2 separate regions of the Manis pentadactyla genome follow, and region 2 is linked to region 1. A link is a contact called in public Hi-C data. All regions are on one chromosome and are shown on one strand. Each heading gives the region's core, a stretch centred on a gene start, on an enhancer-like site or on the middle of the called end of the contact. The rest is flanking DNA. Distances are from core to core; before and after follow the strand shown. Region 1 holds the start of APC2 (APC regulator of WNT signaling pathway 2). Region 2 holds the start of PCSK4 (proprotein convertase subtilisin/kexin type 4).

Region 1 (5,605 bases), core at 2,920-5,419:
GGGGTGGGGGCTCTGCCGGTGTCCCGGGCCACCCATGCTGTGTCCGGCGTTCCTCAGCGAGCAGCTCATGCAGCTGTACAGCGCGCGGCAGCGGCGCCGGCTGAACCGGGGCCTGCGGCGGAAGCAGCATTCGCTTCTGAAGCGCCTGCGCAAGGCCAAGAAGGAGGCACCGCCCATGGAGAAGCCCGAAGTGGTGAAGACGCACCTGCGGGACATGATCATCCTGCCGGAGATGGTGGGCAGCATGGTGGGCGTCTACAACGGCAAGACCTTCAACCAGGTGGAGATCAAGGTGCGTTAGGGGACCCCCGGGGCTGGGGGGGCCGGGCCTGCCCACGCTCACCACCTAACGCCGGCCCCGCTCCACCTCCGCAGCCGGAGATGATCGGCCACTACCTGGGCGAGTTCTCCATCACCTACAAGCCTGTGAAGCACGGCCGGCCTGGCATCGGGGCCACCCACTCCTCGCGCTTCATCCCCCTCAAGTAGCCCCTTGGCCAATAAAGGCACAGACGTACCTCGCCCCGAGTCTGACCGGCACTTCCAAATGCGCGGGGTTCCTGGCGGGATCCCCTCAACACCCAGAGAAGGGCGCTGGCCCGGCTACAAGGCTGGAGGCACGGTGGGCCGAGGGCGGTGCTGGCCAGCACGTGTCCAGGGGTTTCCACTGTGGATGGGCCAAGGACTGGGTGGAGTGAGTGCCCCCTGCTCCCCTCCGCCCGCCTCCTGTGCTCTGCAGTCAGCGGTGGGTGGTCCTCATGCTGGAACCTCCAAAGCCCTGAGCCTCCCCCGCCGCCTCCGCACACCTGCCCAGGGCCCTCGTGGTTCTGCGCCCTCATCACGCCTGTGTCTGCTGCTCTTTCTGGAGGCCTCTGTTCCGACCAGCTTCCAGAGCCTCCTGTGGTGACCGCAGGTTCCTTGCCCTGGGTTGAGCCTGCCCTGGTCTTGTGCCCATAGGTGGGGTCACCACCCCCATTGGGCTTGGTGCAGAAGGGTCTCAGTTCAGACATGGGAACTGGTGGCCGGTGCCTCTGTGGATGGGCTGGGTGTGTCCAGGCAGTGGTGAGGCCTGCCAGGCCCCCACAACTCACAGATGGGTGGTATATGGGAGAGGGTGGAGGCGGCAGCCTGGTTCTGCCTGAGCAGATGGAAGGTGGTTGGAGTCGCTGTCCGGTGATGTGGGGGACCTGGCCAGTGAGGAGTAGGGATGTGGGCGGCAGCCCCGGTGCTTTACATGTACGAGCACGTCGCAGTTCTGTGGGCACCGCTGAGCCCCACTGGGCTTCAAACAGACCAGCGGGAAGCCCCGTGGTGGGGGGTGAGGTGAGAGCCACAGCAGCTCCTGTCTGTAGTTAGCTCCTGGGTCAGCATTGCTGGCCACAGGTCTGGCCTGTAGGACTCGTGGGGGCAGCCGCAGCTTTTGTAGGCCTAGCGTTCATTCTGGTCTTTGGTCCATTTCTGGAATTGCTGTAATTTACGGTTGAATTGCCAAAACAGGAAAAAGAATCAAGGGTGCCCATGCAGATAGCCCCTTTGTGGAACAGGGTCTTTGACCCTGAGCACAGAAAGTCATAGGGCAAGCCCCCAGGCCCACCAGGCAAGAGCCAAGCACAGGTACGGATGTTCCTGCCCCACCCCTGTGCCGTCAGGGTGGGCAGACCACAGCCCTCCAATGTCCTGCAGCTGGGTTTTTTTTTTTGGTATCATTAATCTACAATTACATGAGGAACATTATGTTTACTAGGCTCCCCCCATCAACCCCCCCCCGACAAACCCCATTACAGTAGCTGTCCATAAGCATAGTAAGATGCTGTAGAATCACTACTCATCTTCTCTGTGTTGCACAGCCCTCCCCGTGCCCCCCCCACATTATACATGCTAATCAATGTCCCCTTTCTCCCCCCCCTTATCCCTCCCTTCCCACCCGTCCTCCCCAGTCCCTTTCCCTTTGGTAACTTAGTCCATTCTTGGGTTCTGTGATTCTGCTGCTCTTTTTTTGTTCGTTCAGTTTTTTCTTTGTTCTTAAACTCCACATATGAGTGAAATCATTTGGTATTTGTCTTTTTCTCTGCCTGGCTTATTTCACTGAGCATAATAACCTCTAGTTCCATCCATGTTGCAAATGGTAGGATTTGTTTTCTTCTTATGGCTGAATAATATTCCATTGTGTATATATACCACATCTTTATCCATTCATCTACTGATGGACACTTAGGATGCTTCCATTTCTCGGCTATTGTACATAGTGCTGCAGCCTGTTTTTGTGAATAAAACTTGGCACGTGGCCATGCCCACTCATGGGTTATGGTGAATTTATACCACAACAGGCCGGCCCTGGCCTGCACAGCCAAAATTACCAGCTGGCCCCTGAACAGCTCCTTGTGTTCAATACTGAGGGGGGTCGACCCTCGCCAGGCTCCCCACAGTGTGGGTTGCCTTTTGCATCTTCACAGGAAGCTTCCAGCGTGGTGGTCACTAATTTTCTGCAGTCTGAATCTGTATGGCCAATGACATGGTTAGGGGACAATGCATATTAGTGTTCCAGTGAAACCCAGAGTCCTGGTCAAGGCAGGTGCAGCAGCCGTGGCTTCCTGTCCAGGAGCCCTTGCGGAGTTGGGGCTGGACGCAAGCTGCATATGACTCCCCCTTTCCTGTCCCGAGGTTCTATCTTCAGACCCTCCCAGCCTGTGCCCCATCCCTCCCAAACCTGCCCCATCACCACCATCTCACTGGGCTCCAGGCTCTCTACCCCCTGCCTCCCTGTGTCACTCGCCCCCAGTCAGATGACTCAAGAGCTCTGTCCTGGATCTGTCCACTTACCACATCCTCCTGGTACTGCTACCAACCTGGCCAGGCCTCTGCCCTCTCCTGCCTGGGCATGGATTTGCCCTGATAGCAGGCCCCAGATGAATGCTGGAGTCCCTTCATTGCCCAGGAAGCCCTGCCGCCCACCTCCCTGCTTGCCCTTCTGTTATTACTGCCCAGTCTCTGCCTGGGCTGTGCCCTCTGCCCCATGTCCTTCCGCCGAGTCACCGCACCTGCTGTCAGAGGCTGCCCTTCACCACCCAGGCCGAAGTGGCGCCCCCAGTCTTCTCTAGCCACGTGTTTGTCTTCCCAGGATTTAGCAGGACTCCAAATGAGGCCCTCCGTGCCTGCACCATCTCTCTACTCCTTACCCCATCCCTACCCCCCTCCTCCATCCTCCTGGGCCAGGGTCCTCACCACCTAACCGGACTCCCCTGCAGCTCCTCACCGCCCTCCCCCACTCGCCATCCGCCTCCACCCCACACTGACTGCACCCTGCGGCCCCTCCGCGTTTGCCGGCACTGCTCACGGTCCGTCCTCCCCGCGGCCGCCAGAGGGCGCGTGTGAGCCCCGGGCCCAAGTCCCTGCTGCGCCCACGGCCCCCGGCCCAGCGTCCCGGGGGTAAAGGCCCAGGACCTGCGTCCTCGCCCCGTCACCTCCTTTGCACTGGCTGTTCCTACCAGCGGGTGCGCTTCCCACTTAGTCGCCACTCGGGTCTCTAAGTGCCCTTCCCAGCAGTCCCCCACCGCCCTGCTGTTTCCTCCTCAGCGCTAACCGAGGCCAACATGCCGTCCTGCTGGCGGGCGGTAGCTCTCCCTATAATGACACTTTCCCACGGTCAGGGTTTTTGGCTGTTCCGTTCATCGCACGTGGCCCAGCACAGTAAGTGCTTAGTAAATGTTAAATGACTGAATGAATGTCTGCTTCCGTGTGCTGTCGCCCCATCGGGGTCCTCCCTCAGTGCCCAGCTCAGACCCCGGCAAACAGCGGGCGTGCAGCAAACGTTTGCTGAATGACTAATGAACCGTGCGGGCTTAGAGGAGGAGCCGGGCCGCAGCACGGCACAGTCCAGGCGGGAAGCCCACCACCGCCGCGGGACGCGCCTTCTCGCCATCCTTTGCGGGGCCCCTCCCGCCCCTCTGCCACTCCCACGGGCCCCCCTGCACCGCTCCAGGGCCCCCCAACCCCGCCAGAACCCCGCCCCTTACCCTTCTGTTCACGCGAACCCCCGCCCATCTCTCCCTCCCGACCTCCTCACCCGTCCCTCCCGAGCCTTACCTCCCCGAGGCTACCCCCGCCTCTGTGAAGCCCCCGGGGTCCACTCATTCGCCCCCCTCCCTGAGTCCCCGCCCCACCTCAGCCTCCGCGCAGGCGCAGCGCGTCCCGGCTGTCGCCCCCAGGCTAGCGGCTGAGGGCGGGGCGCGGGCTGGTCCGGACTCCGCGGCTCCATGGGGCTCCTGGGGCTGCTGAGCCTGCTGCACTCTGCCTTCTTCGGGGACCAGGTAGGGCGCGGGAGTCCCGACTGCCGGGAGGTCGGCCCAGGGCGCGGCCGGGGAGGGAAAGACGCAGCCGGGGATGGGTTGAGGACCGCGGGAACGGAGGTCCGGGCGGCTGGGGGCGCACAAGCACGTGCACGGGGACTTGAAGGGTCTGGGGTCCCGCGCAGTCGCCGTGGAGACCGTTGCCAGGGAAACCTCCTCGGCCTGCTAGCCGGGCTGGGAGCCCCTCCCCCGCGACGCAGAGGACACCCCCCAACACCCCAGTCTGCGCAAGCGTGGCCTCGCGGGGCCCAGCCCTTGGCCTCATAGGGACCCCCAGCCCTCTCCTCATTGCGCGGACTTGGGAACTCGCAGGGACTGTGGGGGCTGCGGCGGGGCGCGGCTCCTCCCTCTAGGCGGCCACGCCCTGCACCTCTCTGGACCTCAGTTTCCCTCCTCTGGGCTGCTAGGGTTGGGCCGCCTCCGACGTTCGCCGAGGCTAATGTTCGTAAGATCCATCCCACCCCCCCAAGCTCTCTGCCGGCTCCGTCATCTTTATAAATCCTGGGGCCCTAACATCCCCTAGTTAAGAGGAAACTGAGGCTTGGGGTGTGGTGGGGAGCCCAAGGTCACGCCTCGAGCAGGGCGGGAACCTGAGCACCGGGCTGGGGCGGCCGCAGAGGACGCGGTCGGAGGCCGAGGGGAGCTGTCCGCGGTGCTGACGGGCCGCGTGCCCCTCCCGATCCGGGAAACAGGCTCAGAGCCCCGGGCAGGCCTGCAAGCCACCACGGGTCGCCTGTCGGGGGAGCGGCCAGGACCGCCCCACTCCACCCCTCCCCCACCTCCGTGGCAGTCCCTCCTCCCGGGGCAGGGCCCTCCCGTCACCCAGCCCTCGCCACATCCCTGTGGTCGCATGATGACCTGGTGCCTTCCTGCTTCCCCTCGGCTCTGCGGTGGGGACGCCCCTGGTTCTGCCCCCAGCCCCTGGCACCGCAGAGGCTCAGTGGGGAAGGGCGGGGCATCCAGGGGGCAGAGCCGCCGGAGGGGAGGCTCAGAACGCCGAAGACGCTCAGTGGGCCGTGAGCGACTCTGTTGTGTGCCAGGCCACGTGCTGGGGGGTTGGGGTGGGGTGGGGTGGGGAGGCAGGAGGAGAACCGAGCCCTGTGGTCCAGCTTTCTCCTGGAGGACCTAGCAGCGGTGGGGGGCATAGAGGATACCAGGGAGAAAGCCTGGGAAGGGGCCACCTTACAGCTGGGCACTGTGCAGCTGGGAAGCGCTCAGCTCCCCAAGATTGCGCCTGGGGTCCTGGGGGGCTGTGGGAA
Region 2 (5,535 bases), core at 256-2,755, 130 kb after region 1:
CCTTCACCCTTCTTCATTAATCTACCTCCCCCACACCTCCACTAGTAAATGTCCCCCCATCCCCTTCTCAGCAGTCAGGACCATCTTCTCCCAATTTGCTCAGCTCTAGACAAGAGCTGGCTTCCAATCCAGTGGCAAGCCCTGGCCTCCCTCGTGGAGATCACATCTTGAACCCGAACCGCCTCCCTCTGTCCCCAGTGCCCCTGGTGGGTCACAGGCTGCTGTGCCACTCACCTGAGGATCAGCCCCCAGCCCAGCCCACACCCCTCCATGGCTTCCCAAAGCTTGCAAACTCAGTCTCAACTGCCTGACGTGGCATCTGAGTCCTTTTCCTGACCTGGCACCTCTCTGAGTATATGGAGACTGGTACTTGTCCCAGTTCACCCATGGCCTCATCGGCTGATTTAAGGCAGGAATCCTATTCTTTGGACCTGTTTCTGCTGTCGTAATGCCAGCCAGTTCCCTTCTATCCCATGAGTTAGAACTTTATCTGCTGCTCCTTATGGGGTACCTGGGAACCTTGATCTTTCAGGGTGCGATAGAGGGGGTAAGGGGGTGACCAGAAATGCTGACAGTGTGTGGGGCTTGTGGTGAGCACCTCACCCACACGCCATCTGTTGCTCTCCACAGACCTCCCCCATCTGGGTCCCCACTGTATAGACCGGAGGCCAAGCAAAAACCTAGACTCAGAGCAGGTGACTTGCGGAGTTCACGCAGCCATTCGTAACAATCACAAGAATAAAAGGAGGTGGCCAGACCCCAAGAGCTTCGAGGCCAGGCTGACCTTGGGCTCCTTCTTCAGGCGCAGGCGGTGTCCCCAGTGCGGGGTCAGGGACTGCTGGGCCACACCCCGGTGCTTCAGGTGAAAGTACTGTCCGTCGGGGAAGATCTGGGAACGTGGGGCAGGCAGTCCATCGCTGGGACGCGGCTGCCCGGTGGAGCCTCCCAGGACGGGGGCCAGCCCTCACGGCCTGCCTTCTCCCCCAACCAGGTGCCCAAGCTGGGGCGGAGGGGGCTCTGGGTGTCCTAGAAACTGGAGTTGGCCTAGGCAGGGGTGGGCTGGGGCTTCTTGACATCCGAGGGTCGCCTTGACGTCCCGTTCAGGCCCCGCCCCGTCCCGCCCATCCGGGTCCCACGCACCTGCCCCAGGTTAACGAAGCCGAATTTGCGTGCCAGGCGCTCGGCCTCCCGGTAACCCTGGGACACCCGCACGGCCCAGCTGCTGACATAGATGGGGGATCGGGCCGAGGCCCACCCCACAGCCAGGTGGCCGACGAGGGCCAAGGCTAGGTGCAGCCAGATCGCAAACCCGGCAGGACGCATGACGGTGGGGCGGGGCCTCAGAAAGCCCCTCCCCCTGGGCAAACGGCCGAGTTGGACTCAGCCCCTTAGCAACCCTGGAAATGTCTCAATTCCCAGAAGGCCTTGCGGCTCTCCCTTGAGGGGTGCGAAGATCCGACAGAACTCGGAAGAAACACACGCAGACGCAAACTCCCGGACCCTCAGTCTCCCAGTTTATGCAATGATCCGAATCTGACCCAGTGAAGTGTTTTCACTGTTGCTCTGCCTGGCCTCGCCCCTTATTTGTCCCCGCCCACTTTCCTACACACCCCTCCCTCTAACATTAACCCGCCCTCCAATGTGGCCCAACCAGAACTAGTCTTTCGAGTAAGTCCCTCCTCCTCGATTTAGCTCCGCCCTGTACCCCTCTCAGATTACGTCCTGCCAGCTTTATGATCAGCCCCGCCCCTCCCCTGTTCGCTCCGAAGAATCCCTTCCTATTTCTCCAATCAGTTCTGATCTATGGCCCCTCTCACCAGCTCCACCCGCCTCAGCCCGCTTGTCACCTTCCCCCCAGCTCCACCCACACAATGGCTCAGCCAATAATCCCCGCTGTGGCCCCGCCCCTCGCCTGTTACGTCTCCCTCCCGCTTGGCCAATCGGCTTCCTCGGCCGCCGCGCTCCGCACCCCTCCCCTCCCGTTTGGGTAGGCGATGCGGCGGGGGGGGAGGGGGCGGGGCGGGCCCCACCTCCTTTGTCCGCCCTGCCCTCCCATTGGTCGAGGCGGCCAGGAGGCTGAGAACAGGCCGGGAGTGGAGACCGGCCCGGGGGCGGGGAGAGGCAGCCGCAGGCCGCGGTAAGCAGCAAGCACGCTGCAGCGTCGGTGCACGGGGCGATCGAGCTCGGGCTGCCAGCCCAGGGCCCGCCAGTGCCATGGACAGCCTGCGCCAGCGCTTCGAGCACCTTCTGGAACAAAAGAACTTGGCCACCGAGGCGCTAGGGGCGCTCGAAGCCAAGACAGGTGTCGACAAGCGGTACCTGGCCACGGGTGAGCCGTCTGGGGGTGCTCGGGCCGCCGCCTCATTTCGCCGACGGGCGCACTGAAGCCCGGGCTCCAGGCCGCGGACCTGCCGCCTCCAGCCCGTGTCGTCAGCGGGGTCAGGCTAGACGGCGGGGCGCACCTGCTGTTTGGCAGGGGACTGAAGTCCTGGGGAAGGGTCTGCCCTCAGCCCCTCCCCTGCCCTGCCCCTGCAAGTGACCTCGGTGAGGAGCACCCCACTCGGGCCCTCGGGGCAGGAGGCCAACCTCTGCCCCCGACCTCGGGGCACTGGGTGTCCGCCAGGCCTCAGTCCGGTTCCTCCAGTTGCCCTGCCAGCTCCAGGGGATGGCAGGGGGAGGGAGGGAGCGGGTAGGCAGCCAGTGCCCTGCAACCCGCCGCCCCTTTCCACATGGACCCCAGCCGGCCAGCAAGTGTAGAGATCTTTCTGTTTTTCCGAGGGGCGCACCAGGCCTGGAGGAGAAGGACCCCCCCCACCTCCCAACTCCTGGCTCCTCCGCCGCGGTTTTCCCGCTTGGACCCCCCCTGAGGCTTGCCTTTGCCCCCGCCAATGGCTTCTGTCCCTCCGTGCTGGAGTAGTTGAGTTGGGTTGTTTGGCAGCCATGGTGGGGGTGGAGAAAGGTGGGATGGGGACCCCAGCACAAAGGGGGTCCAGCCGCCCCATCATAACTTCTTCTTCCCCTTTGGTCCTTGGTGAACTCACATGCCCCGTGCCGCTCTCCCGAACTGTCTAGTAAGCACCCCTTCAAAACAGCTCTCTCCTCTATTTTTCAGTGCCTCAGGCCCATATTCTCTGCAGGCTCTTCGTGGAAGCCCCCCTGGAATGAATCCCGAGGATGCTTTGTCCCCACGCTGGTCGGGGTGGAGCGGGGAGGGCCCCGGGTGAGGAGCGGTCACGTGTTTTGAGCACTTTCTGTGTGCAGATCCCACGCTAGGCAGCCCAGGGAGGGTCCAAAATCTGTCCCCTGAGGCCCCCAGTGCCCAGCCCATGTCAGCCCAGCCGGGAACCTGACCCGGGGAGCAGGCCTTGACCTCCTGGCTGGTCTTCCACATCCCGGGCACCAGCGCCCAGGGAATGGAGGCCAGAGAGCACTAGGGAGGGGCCGGCTGGGAGGGCTGCCCGGGAGACTGGGCGCCGCAGGGTGAAAACTGAGGCCCAGGGAGGCAGGGGCTTTGTGGGAGGCTGCCCCTGCCTCCTGCCCTGTCTGGAGCACGCCCCCCACCTGCCCCTCCCACCCCATCTGTTGCTGCTCGCTGGGGCTGGGCCCCTCCACCTGTGTCCAAGGTCATCCTCCTACTGCTGAGGCTGCAGAACTAAGGATTGAGGGAGAGGTGCCCTGGGAGGGCCGATCCTCCCCAGCCAGCCGTTTCCCGGGGGGAGGGGCACGACATTCCCCCACCCCCTCCCCCAGACGCGGTAACCCTTGGGCCCCACCTGCCCGAATGTCCAAGTCCCCCACCACGGGTCCAGAGGAGGCGGTGCCTGGGCCAGCTGGGGAGGCTCCCGCCCTCACCTGACCCCACACCTGAGGGATAAAGGCTAAAGCAGGTGGAGCAAGGGTGGGTGGCTGTGCCCTTTGGTCCACAAGTGACACACCACCTCTTTGTCTCTCTCTGCAGATAACAGCCTGGGGTGCTGGGGAGGGTGGCTGTACATGCTCCCAGGAGCCCAGGTGCTCCCCTCTTCCCATCTAACGTTTTGTTCTGGCCTTTGAGGTAGAGCAGGGAAGGACAGAGCCCTCACACAAGCGCTTAATAAATGCGGCAGTTACCATTACTGCTTTCAGGGTGGCGAGCGCCCCAGCACCCTCCCTCCCCAGCCAGCTTTCCTGGGAGCCTGCACTGCTGGGAGCTCCGTGAATGTGTAGAAAGGAGCCGGTCTGCCAGGTCGCCTTGAGCTAACTCCATGACCCCGCTGGCAGCTGGGGAGCTCAGGCTCCAGCAGAGAAGTGCTGGGGTCCTGTGGCAGGCTGGTGCAGGAGCGGGGTCTCTCCTGGGCACCTGAAGCCCACGTTGCGCCGTGCTGCCTCCCGGGAATGCAAAGATTCTCAGACGGGGCCATGCTGCCCCCCTCAGGACACCCGGCAGTGCCTGGACATTTGTGGTTGTCTGGACCTGGGATGCCCCTTTCACCAAGTGGGTGGGAGCCAGGGGTGCCACTCAACCCCCACGGTGCCCAGGACAGCTGCCCACAGAATGACCAGCCCCGTGTGTCCACAGCGCTAGGACTGAGAAGCCCAACACCAAGATAAAGCAATGGTCGCTTTTCCCTGCTCTCTGGAAATCAACTCTAAACAACAGAACGGCCTCGCTGTTAGCTTCCCCCCGCCCCCACTTAAGATGCTGTCCTCCTGTGCCTAGTATCTCCTATAGGATCTGGAGGGGGAGGTAAAATTGTAGGTGATCACTTTTCATTCAACAGACACTTACTGGACAGTGACTATCTACCAGGGCCCTGCCTGCTCTTGGGGAACTCACAGTCCAGTGGGGGAGATCAACATGTTGACAGGGCGCTGACCGCACACACGGGGCTCAGCGCCATGGTGGGTGTTGCCCAGGCACAGAGAGGGCAGCTGATGCATCCTGAAGGGATTGCCAAGGCTTCTGGGAGGAGTTAGGGCCACGGACTGTGTTGGCCAAGCCAAGAGGAGGCCAGGGGCACTGGGGTTGGGGTGGGATTGTGCCAGACCCTCACCCACACCCCTCTTTCCTGCAGGAGCTGCCACCCTGCTAAGCCTGTATCTTCTGTTTGGCTACGGGGCGCCTCTGCTGTGCAATCTCATTGGCTTTGTGTACCCAGCATATGCTTCGTGAGTGTCCGCTGGCGCTGCAGGAGGGGGGCGTCTGGGAGCTGCAGGCAGACCCTGACCCTGTCGTTCCCACCCCAGCATCAAAGCCATCGAGAGCCCAACCAAAGACGACGACACTGTGTGGCTCACCTACTGGGTGGTGTACGGCCTGTTCGGGGTGGTCGAGTTCTTCAGCGACCTACTACTCTCCTGGTTTCCTTTCTACTACGTGGGCAAGGTGGGCACTGCCCGGGACGCAGGTGGGACTGGGGGCTTCTGGGAGCAGGCAGGCAGCAGGCTGGGGCCCCAGGGGGTGCCCATTCCCCTGCCACCTGGGACATGAAAGGGAAACAGGTGCCACCAGGGGGTTGTCTGATGGGGACAGCCAGGCCCACCCTAAGGGCACCG

What was found. Hi-C and Micro-C count contacts between places; a contact is called where the count stands out from the background.
Region 2: a Hi-C map of skin fibroblasts shows a contact between it and region 1, with 3 times the contacts expected there. The contact joins the promoter of PCSK4 here to the promoter of APC2 in region 1. A contact is called at or near these places in 2 of 3 Hi-C or Micro-C datasets (fibroblasts and skin fibroblasts).

Annotation. Positions count from the first base shown.
Region 1 is chr12:1,325,997-1,331,601 of mManPen7.hap1, forward strand. It overlaps APC2 (APC regulator of WNT signaling pathway 2), which reads left to right and starts at 4,170. Exons shown (of 15, transcript XM_036889866.2): 1 at 4,170-4,307. The coding sequence starts at 4,254. RPS15 (ribosomal protein S15) reads left to right here. Exons shown (of 4, transcript XM_036889922.2): 3 at 58-292; 4 at 376-522. The coding sequence ends at 489.
Region 2 is chr12:1,459,817-1,465,351 of mManPen7.hap1, forward strand. It overlaps PCSK4 (proprotein convertase subtilisin/kexin type 4), which reads right to left and starts at 1,506. Exons shown (of 15, transcript XM_036890822.2): 1 at 1,141-1,506; 2 at 785-889. The coding sequence starts at 1,323. REEP6 (receptor accessory protein 6) reads left to right here. Exons shown (of 6, transcript XM_057489615.1): 2 at 5,055-5,148; 3 at 5,227-5,365.